Regions from separate parts of the Pan troglodytes genome. Here region 1 is linked to region 2. A link is a contact called in public HiChIP or PLAC-seq data. All regions are on one chromosome and are shown on one strand. Each heading gives the region's core, a stretch centred on a gene start, on an enhancer-like site or on the middle of the called end of the contact. The rest is flanking DNA. Distances are from core to core; before and after follow the strand shown.

The links. HiChIP or PLAC-seq counts read pairs in DNA pulled down with a chosen protein or histone mark.
Region 1: a contact with region 2 is called in an H3K4me3 HiChIP or PLAC-seq map of stem cell-derived excitatory neurons, with 6 times the contacts expected there. The contact joins the promoter of SLC33A1 here to the promoter of PLCH1 in region 2. A contact is called at or near these places in 1 of 7 Hi-C or Micro-C datasets (stem cell-derived neural progenitor cells) and 1 of 1 datasets of contacts at active chromatin or transcription factors (stem cell-derived excitatory neurons).

The regions. Positions count from the first base shown.
Region 1 is chr2:159,062,909-159,067,177 of NHGRI_mPanTro3-v2.0_pri, reverse strand. It overlaps SLC33A1 (solute carrier family 33 member 1), which reads left to right and starts at 2,165. Exons shown (of 7, transcript XM_009446726.5): 1 at 2,165-4,048. The coding sequence starts at 3,274.
Region 2 is chr2:158,951,516-158,955,814 of NHGRI_mPanTro3-v2.0_pri, reverse strand. It overlaps PLCH1 (phospholipase C eta 1), which reads left to right and starts at 1,278. Exons shown (of 25, transcript XM_063807279.1): 1 at 1,278-1,520.

The sequences.
Region 1 (4,269 bases), core at 916-3,415, 110 kb before region 2:
ACGGTAGCACACACCTGTAGTCCCAGCTACTCAGGAGGCTGAGGCAGGAGAATCACTTGAACCCGGGAGGTGGAGGTTGCAGTGAGCCGAGATCACACTGTTGCACTCCAGCCTGGGCGACAGAGCGAAACTCCATCTCAAAAAAGAAAAAAAAAAAAATGAAAAAAACTCAAAACTGATTTGGTATCTATACAATGGACTAATACTCTGTGATTTAAAAGAAAGACGGACATACATTGATACTGATATATTACCATCTTAAATGGATCTCAAGGACATTTTGGTGGATGAAAAAAAAAAGTTGATCCCCAAAGTTGCATACTATATGATTCCACTTTTATAATATTCTTGAAAGGACGTAAGTATAGCCGTGGAGAACAAATTAGTGATTGCCAAAGAACAGGGAGGAGGACAGTGGACTGGTGCAACTATTAATATGTAGTACTATAAGGGATAGCACTATGAAAGGGTAACACAGGACACACACACACACACACACACACACACACACACACACAAGCTAGTGCATGTAAAAACTGGTGAAATTGGAATAAAGCCTGTGGTCTGGTTAACAATATTTTACAGATGTCGGTTTCCTGGTTTTAATATTGTACTATAATCACGTAAGAGGCTATGATCAGAGGAAGGTGGGTGAAGGGTATATGGGACTCTGCTATATTTGCAATTTCCTGTGAATCTATAATTATTTCAAATTAAAGAAGGGGAAAAAATCAAACACAAGACATACAAACTCATCAAATATTTCCTTTTTTTTTTGGAAAAAAACACCTACTGATTGTGAATGGCTTTATTGGCTGCTTCCTTTAACTCCCACAACACTCTGAAATAGATGTTATGAACTCTATTTTATTTTCATCAAAATGGAGGCTTAGGTTAAGTAATCTGTCCAAGGCACAACTACTGTTAGAGCCAGGGTTTGAATCCAGCACAATATAAATCCCACTCATAGTTGTTTTGGTTGAATCTTGATTGGACTTAAATGACACCGTTCTTTTCTTTAACACCCAGACTGGAGTGCAATGGCATGATCTCGGCTCACTGCAACCTCCGCCTCCCGGGTTCAAACGATTCTCCAGCCCCAGCCTCCCGAGTATCTGGGACTACAGGCATGAGCCACCACACCCAGCTGATTTTTGTATTTTTAGTAGAGACAGGGTTTCACCATATTGGCCAGGCTTGTCTTGAACCCCTGACCTCAAGTGATCTGCCCGCCTCAGCCTCTCAAAGTGTTGGGATTACAGGTGTGAGCCACCGCGCCCGGCCAACACTGTTCTTTTCTGCAATCTATTCTTCTACTTAACAAAGATTAGAGGACTTTACAGTTGCCTTTTTTTTTTTTTTTTCAGACGGAGTCTCACTCTGTCGCCAGGTTGGATTGCAGTGGCACGATCCCGGTTCACTGCAACCTCCGCCTCCCAGGTTCAAGCGAGTCTCCTGTCTCAGCCTCCCAAGTAGCTGGGGCTACAGGCGCGCGCCACCAGGCCGAGCTAATTTTTTGTATTTTTAGTAGAGACGGGGTTTCACCGTGTTGGCCAGGATGGTCTCAATCTCTTGACCTCGTGATCCACCCGCCTCGGCCTCCCAAAGTGCTGGGATATAGGCGTGAGCCACTGTGCCTAGCCTGCCATTACGTTTGTAATCCCAGCACTTTGGGAGGCCGAGGCAGGCGGATCACGAGGTCAGGAGTTCGAGACCAGCCTGGCCAACATAGTGAAACCTCGCCTCTACTAAAAATACAAAAATTAGCCGGGCGTGGTGGCGCGTGCCTGTAGTCCCAGCTACTCGGGAGGCTGAGGCAGGAGAATCACTTGAACCCGGGAGGTGGAGGCTGCAGCGAGCCGAGATCGCCCTACTGAACACCAGCCCAGGCGACAGTGTGAGATTCCTCTCAAAAGAAAAAATAATAATAATCTTTCTGCCAGAGGTGAGAGAGCAGAAAAAAAATTAATCAGATTCTCAAATTCCTGTACGTCTCTTAGTAGAGAAGGGTTTCTCCTTGTTGGTCAGGCTGATCTTGAACTCCCAATCTCAGGTGATCCGCCCGCCTCGGCCTTCCAAAGTGCTGGGATTACAGGCGTGAGCCACCGCGCCCGGCCACAAGACGTTTTATTGCAACATAAAAACAGGATGTAACGAGTCATCCAATCACCAATGTAATTAGAGTTGGTTACCAAGTTTCCCCACGCGTCTTCCACCATGAGGGAGAAACGGACTGCAGACAAACCTAGCACCCCTTGAGCAGTTTAATTCGTACTATAAATATGTAGGCACCGTAAGGACGCGATTCTCCAGTTTGCCAGGCCTTTTTCTACCCTTTTGGGGGCACAAGGCGACCTTGCCTCCTGATTCAAAAACTTCGTAAACGTCAATCCTTCTACCCTTTTCTGGTCAGCCCACGAAAGCAGCAGCATGGCACAACTCCCAGCCTAGAGTTCGGGCACTGCCTGTCATCAGCATAACGAAGAAACCTACACCCACGAAGACTTCAGACCCCACGTGATTACATCACTCAACCACCAGCGCTGGCCTGGAGGAACCCGCTGTCACGTGACCGCTCGTGCCCAATGACCGAGGCCCACGCTTTCCAGACCGCCACAGTCGCTGTCACAGGGCCTGAGTTTGGGCGGCGCCCCGCCCCGGCCGCACGGTGCGCCGGCGTTAATTCTCCCCGAAGGTTCCGGCAGCCAAGATTGCAGGTTCCCACCAAGCATTGTTTCCGAACTGGGCCACGAGAGCGTGTCCCTGATTGGCTTGCTCTGGAGGCTGGGAAGGGACCTGTTAGAGACTGGGACCACTTCCTGAAGCGCGAGGCAGGAAGTTATATGCTTTTTCTGGAGTCCTGTAGAGAAAGTGCTCTCTGCCGCATTGATAGCAGCGAGAGCTGGAGGTGTTGGGTCGGGAGACCAGCCGTTCGATCCCGCCGCAGGTAGGAGCTGGTTTCCATCCTGGCACCACGGCACACACCTCCAGCCTCGAGCCCGGCGCTGCTGCCCGGGGGTCTCCTTCAGGCTCTTTGACGCCGTTCCAGGGGGCACCTATCCAGGCATCCTCTGGGCCTCTAGCCAGAGGACTGGCTCCCGGCTTCAGCACTCCGGGCTGCAGTAAGAAGTGCCCTTATCGCTCTGAGCCCTGCCACCATCCCGTGAACCACCGAAACCCTGGTCCAGCGCGACAGCCTTGGACCTGGGACTGGACGGATCCAAAACGCTCAGCCTCGGCCCCCCACAGACGGGGCTCTGCATCGTCTCTGATATGTCACCCACCATCTCCCACAAGGACAGCAGCCGGCAACGGCGGCCAGGGAATTTCAGTCACTCTCTGGATATGAAGAGCGGTCCCCTGCCGCCAGGCGGTTGGGATGACAGTCATTTGGACTCAGCGGGCCGGGAAGGGGACAGAGAAGCTCTTCTGGGGGATACCGGCACTGGCGACTTCTTAAAAGCCCCACAGAGCTTCCGGGCCGAACTAAGCAGCATTTTGCTGCTACTCTTTCTTTACGTGCTTCAGGGTATTCCCCTGGGCTTGGCGGGAAGCATCCCACTCATTTTGCAAAGCAAAAATGTTAGCTATACAGACCAAGCTTTCTTCAGTTTTGTCTTTTGGCCCTTCAGTCTCAAATTACTCTGGGCCCCGTTGGTTGATGCGGTCTACGTTAAGAACTTCGGTCGTCGCAAATCTTGGCTTGTCCCGACACAGTATATACTAGGACTCTTCATGATCTATTTATCCACTCAGGTGGACCGTTTGCTTGGGAATACCGATGGCAGAACACCCGACGTGATTGCTCTCACTGTGGCGTTCTTTTTGTTTGAATTCTTGGCCGCCACTCAGGACATTGCCGTCGATGGTTGGGCGTTAACTATGTTATCCAGGGAAAATGTGGGTTATGCTTCTACTTGCAATTCGGTGGGCCAAACAGCGGGTTACTTTTTGGGCAATGTTTTGTTTTTGGCCCTTGAATCTGCCGACTTTTGTAACAAATATTTGCGGTTTCAGCCTCAACCCAGAGGAATCGTTACTCTTTCAGGTAGTGTATTTAAGCTATTATGGTGTTAGGTTTATTTATCCTTTTGAAAGAGTGTGTGACGTTGGAGGGAAGCTCATTAATTTGCTGGAAATCATTGTATGGGAGATAACTCAAGGTAAGTTTTCTGTTTCGTCCAAATGAGCTTCTTTGAAATATTAAAGCCAAAATGAATGATATTAGAGCAATCAAATGATCACTATGCGGTTAACAGGGAGAGGCAA
Region 2 (4,299 bases), core at 29-2,528:
CACCCTCCACACTGTCTGTCAAAGAGGACAGGCAGCCAAGGCCCCGAGCTCCAATCTCAGGCACTCATTTGTAACTTACTCGTTTGTAACTTCTTGGGCAAATTCACGCATGAAAAAAGAAAATGACTTTAGTTTATGTTGTCACTAAGCCCAGAAAATCCCTGCCAACCCCATGCTGCCAGCTTTCCTAGGACATTCTTATTGGAGGATTATTTTAAACTGAAAGGTGAGTGAAGAGCTGCGTCCCCACTCCTTCCCAGCCAGGCTTTGAACTAACAATAGGGCAGGTTGAATGAAGGCTGATAAATGTAAATCCTGGAATCCAGAAGCCGGATCACACCGCGGCCGTGTAGGCCAGCGGCGGTTCCAGCATCCGCCCCAAGCTGGTCACTCATCCTTTCAGTGCATTCAGTAGATTTCATCGTTTCATCAACACTTGAGTGCCTGCTTCGTGCAAGCTTTCCTCTGCCACCGCCGCCTTCTTACTCCCGGCAGGTTGCCCGCTTGAGTCAACCAGCCACTAAACGGATCTAAGTGAATAAGTGGCCTGTTAATGCCAAGGAGTAGCATTTCCAAATGAAGAGACTGGGGGTAAATAAAAGCAAAGTGTTACCATTTACACGCTCTCAATTTTAGTTGCACTTCACTCAGAGTAGATCTCTTTAATTTGCGGCATCGACAGATGCTATATTCTTAGAAATTTTTTTTTTTTTAAAGGAGGTAAGACGGGCGTTTGAGAACACTTTTTACTTTGGTGCAAGTTGCACGCAGTTCCCATTCACTCAGAGTAGATCTCTTTAATTTGCGGCATCGACAGATGCTATATTCTTAGAAAAAAAAAATTTTTTTTTAAAGGAGGTAAGACGGACGTTTGAGAACACTTTTTACTTTGGTGCAAGTTGCACGCAGTTCCCATTCCCTGCGCCCTTCACCTCCAACTTTGTTTCTCCAACTCCTTTACCCCCCCACCACCGAGGCCCTCTGGCTACAGCCCCGAGGGGTTACCCTGGGTTTGGAAACTTTTGAAACTTGCGGGGGAGTAAAAGGACTTCATTCCCAGTGCTTCTGGCCCTTGCCAAGCGGGGAGCCCCGCAGGAGAGTGTAAGCCAAGGGTTCCAGGTGCAGCCTTGGGGTTCCACGTGCAGCCCTAGGGTTCCGTACACCCATCCCGCCCGGGCCAGAGGAGGCAGCGGGCGCTCCAGTCCGCTCTCCCCAACTCCAGTTCCTGATTTCCTCGGAAGCTGCGGGGCCGAGAGGGAGGGGGGCTCCTGTGTGAGCGTGAGGATTTGAATGAGAAAGCAGGTTGTGGCGGCGGCGCCCTGCTCTTCCCCGCTCGTCTGGGGCTTCTGCTGGCTAGTGGGGAGAAGTGCTCTTCTAGGGGGGCTTTTCTGGCCCTTGGCAGGGGTTTGGAGTTGGAGTCACAGGGGCCAATAACTCATCACCCCAGCACTTCGGAGGTGGCTCCTTGTGCCACGGACTCCGAGGAGTCCTTCAGCTACTGAACACTCAAAGCTGAGGAGGTCAGTGCTTTCGGGGGAAGAAGGGGCCCAGGAGAGAAGGGGGTGTGCAGGAAAAAGAGAACTGGTACGCCAGTCCGATGAGCGAGTGAGCAGGTGGCCCGAGTTCCTTTCTCGGCAGCCACAGCCGGGACACGCCTGTTTAGGACTGTGAGTGCTGTGCGTGGGGATCCCCTAAGGCCCCGTGCGGGGAACTGGCCACGGCCGCTCTTCAGGGTCCCATAATTCAGAAGGATGAGGGTCGGTGTGTGTGTCCGCGAAATAATGTAACTCTCGGGTCCCTTGCGGTGGTGGTGGGTGGCGTTTCGCCCGGTGGAAGGTCCAGCCTCGCTACAGGATGCTTCACCCTCACGCGGGGTCCCGGGACGCTCTCTCTGACCGCCAGACGCCGCCAGGAGAGCAGGTCCGCGTTTCCCAGCAAGGGGAGTGCAGCGTCCGTTACACTTGGGGAGTCTCACAGCTTTTCCTGCGCCCGGTGACCCTGCTCAGGACCTCTTAGAGACTAGGTGTGCTCAGCGCGAGGAGGATATACTCCATTGCCCTTTCCTGGGAAGAACCAAGAGCGCCCGAGCGGCGCGGGGTGGTGGAGGCAAACGCCGGCCCCGCGGCGGCACGCTCTGCGCCTGCGCGGCGTTTCCTTGGCGACTGAGCTGCGGGTCCGAGACGCCACCCCGCGAGCCCCTAAACCCAGTTCCCTGTTGAGCGTCTGCGACGCCCTCTCCCCTCCTTCCCGAGGCTTTTTCTATTTGTTTCCTTCTGCGAATCAATTTGTGATCACATTTTGACGTTGAGAGTTCAGCATTAAAGCAATAACCAACTAAATTAAAAAAAAAAACACCCAACTTTTCCCTTCCCTTGTTACCGTTTTGATCACGGACAGAAGAAAATGGTGAGAGATTAGTTATTAGGGCAGCAATTGAAATCCCCCTCTGTCCCGAAAAGGGGAGACGAATAAAACATTTACTTCCTGGTAAGGAGTTAGAAAATTCAGTGAAGTGATTGTTCTCGAGCGTTACAAGAACAAATCTGTGCCTCCTAACCTAGGTGAAGAGCAGAGCTTGTACAACCCAGCAGCACCCATGTCCTGTTTATTGGCATGTTTATGACAAGGAGATGCTCTGCAAAAGGGACCAGAGTATAATGCCAGTGAAAAGAAACAAAGGATTTCCCAGAAGAGGCGGTAGTTTTTTTCAGTTGCCTCAGCGTTTTGGTCACCTTTGGGGTTAAAGTCTTCTGCAGAGAATGCTTCAAGAAGCCTTAACAGAAGCCAGTTTTCTCAAGCTGTCTGTTGAGAGTCATTTTCTTTTTCTTTTTTTCTTTTTTGAGACGGAGTCTGGCTCTGTCGCCCAGGCTGGAGTGCAGTGGTGCGATCTCGGCTCACTGCAACCTCCGCCTCCTGGGTTCAAGCTATTCTCTTGCCTCAGCCTCCCGAGTATCTGGGATTACAGGCTCCCGCCACCACGCCCAGCTATTTTTTGTATTTTTAGTAGAGACGGGGTTTCACCATATTGGCCAGGCTGGTCTGGAACTCCTGACCTCAGGTGATCCACCCACCTCTGCCTCCCAAAGTGTGGGGATCACAGGCGTGAGCCACCGCGCCCAGCAGACGAGAATCATTTTCATTTTCATAAAATTGTGAATCTTGACAGCCCTATCCCCTCTTTTAAAATCCGTTTGTTTACATACAGCCTAGCATTTGGCAAAAGTACACATCTTAAGGGGTATGTAGAAGGAGCGGTAGCTTCTTGCTTATTTTTCTTAAACTGCATCAATATTTGGCAGCATGATTGGTACCTAGTTGCTATTAAACATTGGTTAGAATTAACATAAATGCTAATACAAATTTAAAATGGAGTTATTCTTCTTGGGATAAAGTGTGGCATAAAATACCTTGGATGAAGTAATACGTGAGTACTGTCTCGCTACATACCAGTTTCAAGCAATTTGTTTTGAAGAATAGCAAGTGTTTATTTGTGGTAGATGTTTTAAGATAATATCCTCCCACCATCAGCAAATGAAATCAAACATACCACTTTTCAAATGATTAGCGAGTAACATGCTGTTAAAGTTGTCTCCCATCTCATTTGTCATAAATTCTTAACATTGTGCAATCCATCTAGCTCAAATGTTTAAAAATAAGTCCAACTGAGTTTTTCCCCTTTTCTCGTGTTTAGCAAAATAGAAAAACTCTTAATTTTCAGGTTCAGATACTTTGTGACCCTATTTGGTGGCTTGTAACTGGCTCCAATTCCCTAATTCTCAGTGACATGTGTTTCTGCTGGTTCCAGGAGGTAAACTGCAGTTTTAACAGATCATGGGATAATGAGACTGGGAGTACCTGGGGGAGGCTGGGGAGAGGCAATGGGAAGGAGACAAAGAGAGGGAAGGTTGATGGGCAGAGCGAGGATTTATAGTGGCACCAGATTTGCAATAAAATCTGTGTAAAGTTATTGCTTCCGTTTGATATATTTTCCCACATCATCAACTTCAATTAAATTTATTTTAAAAATCAGTCTTCCAGATATAGGGCTAGTATTATAAACATAGAATATGATAAAAGTGCTTCTTGTTAGGGTGCCATAATGTAAAATACTGTGAAAATTCTTAACGAAATGTTTTTTACTTAATTTATTCACTTAGTCAACAAATGTTTATTGAGAACGTATTATATATAAGGCAAGATGAATAAATCCAGATTTCTGTTCTGAATGAACTAAGAGCTGTGAGTCCTGAAATAATTCTAATACCACTTCAGACGTTCAGAGTGAAGATACTACCTTTG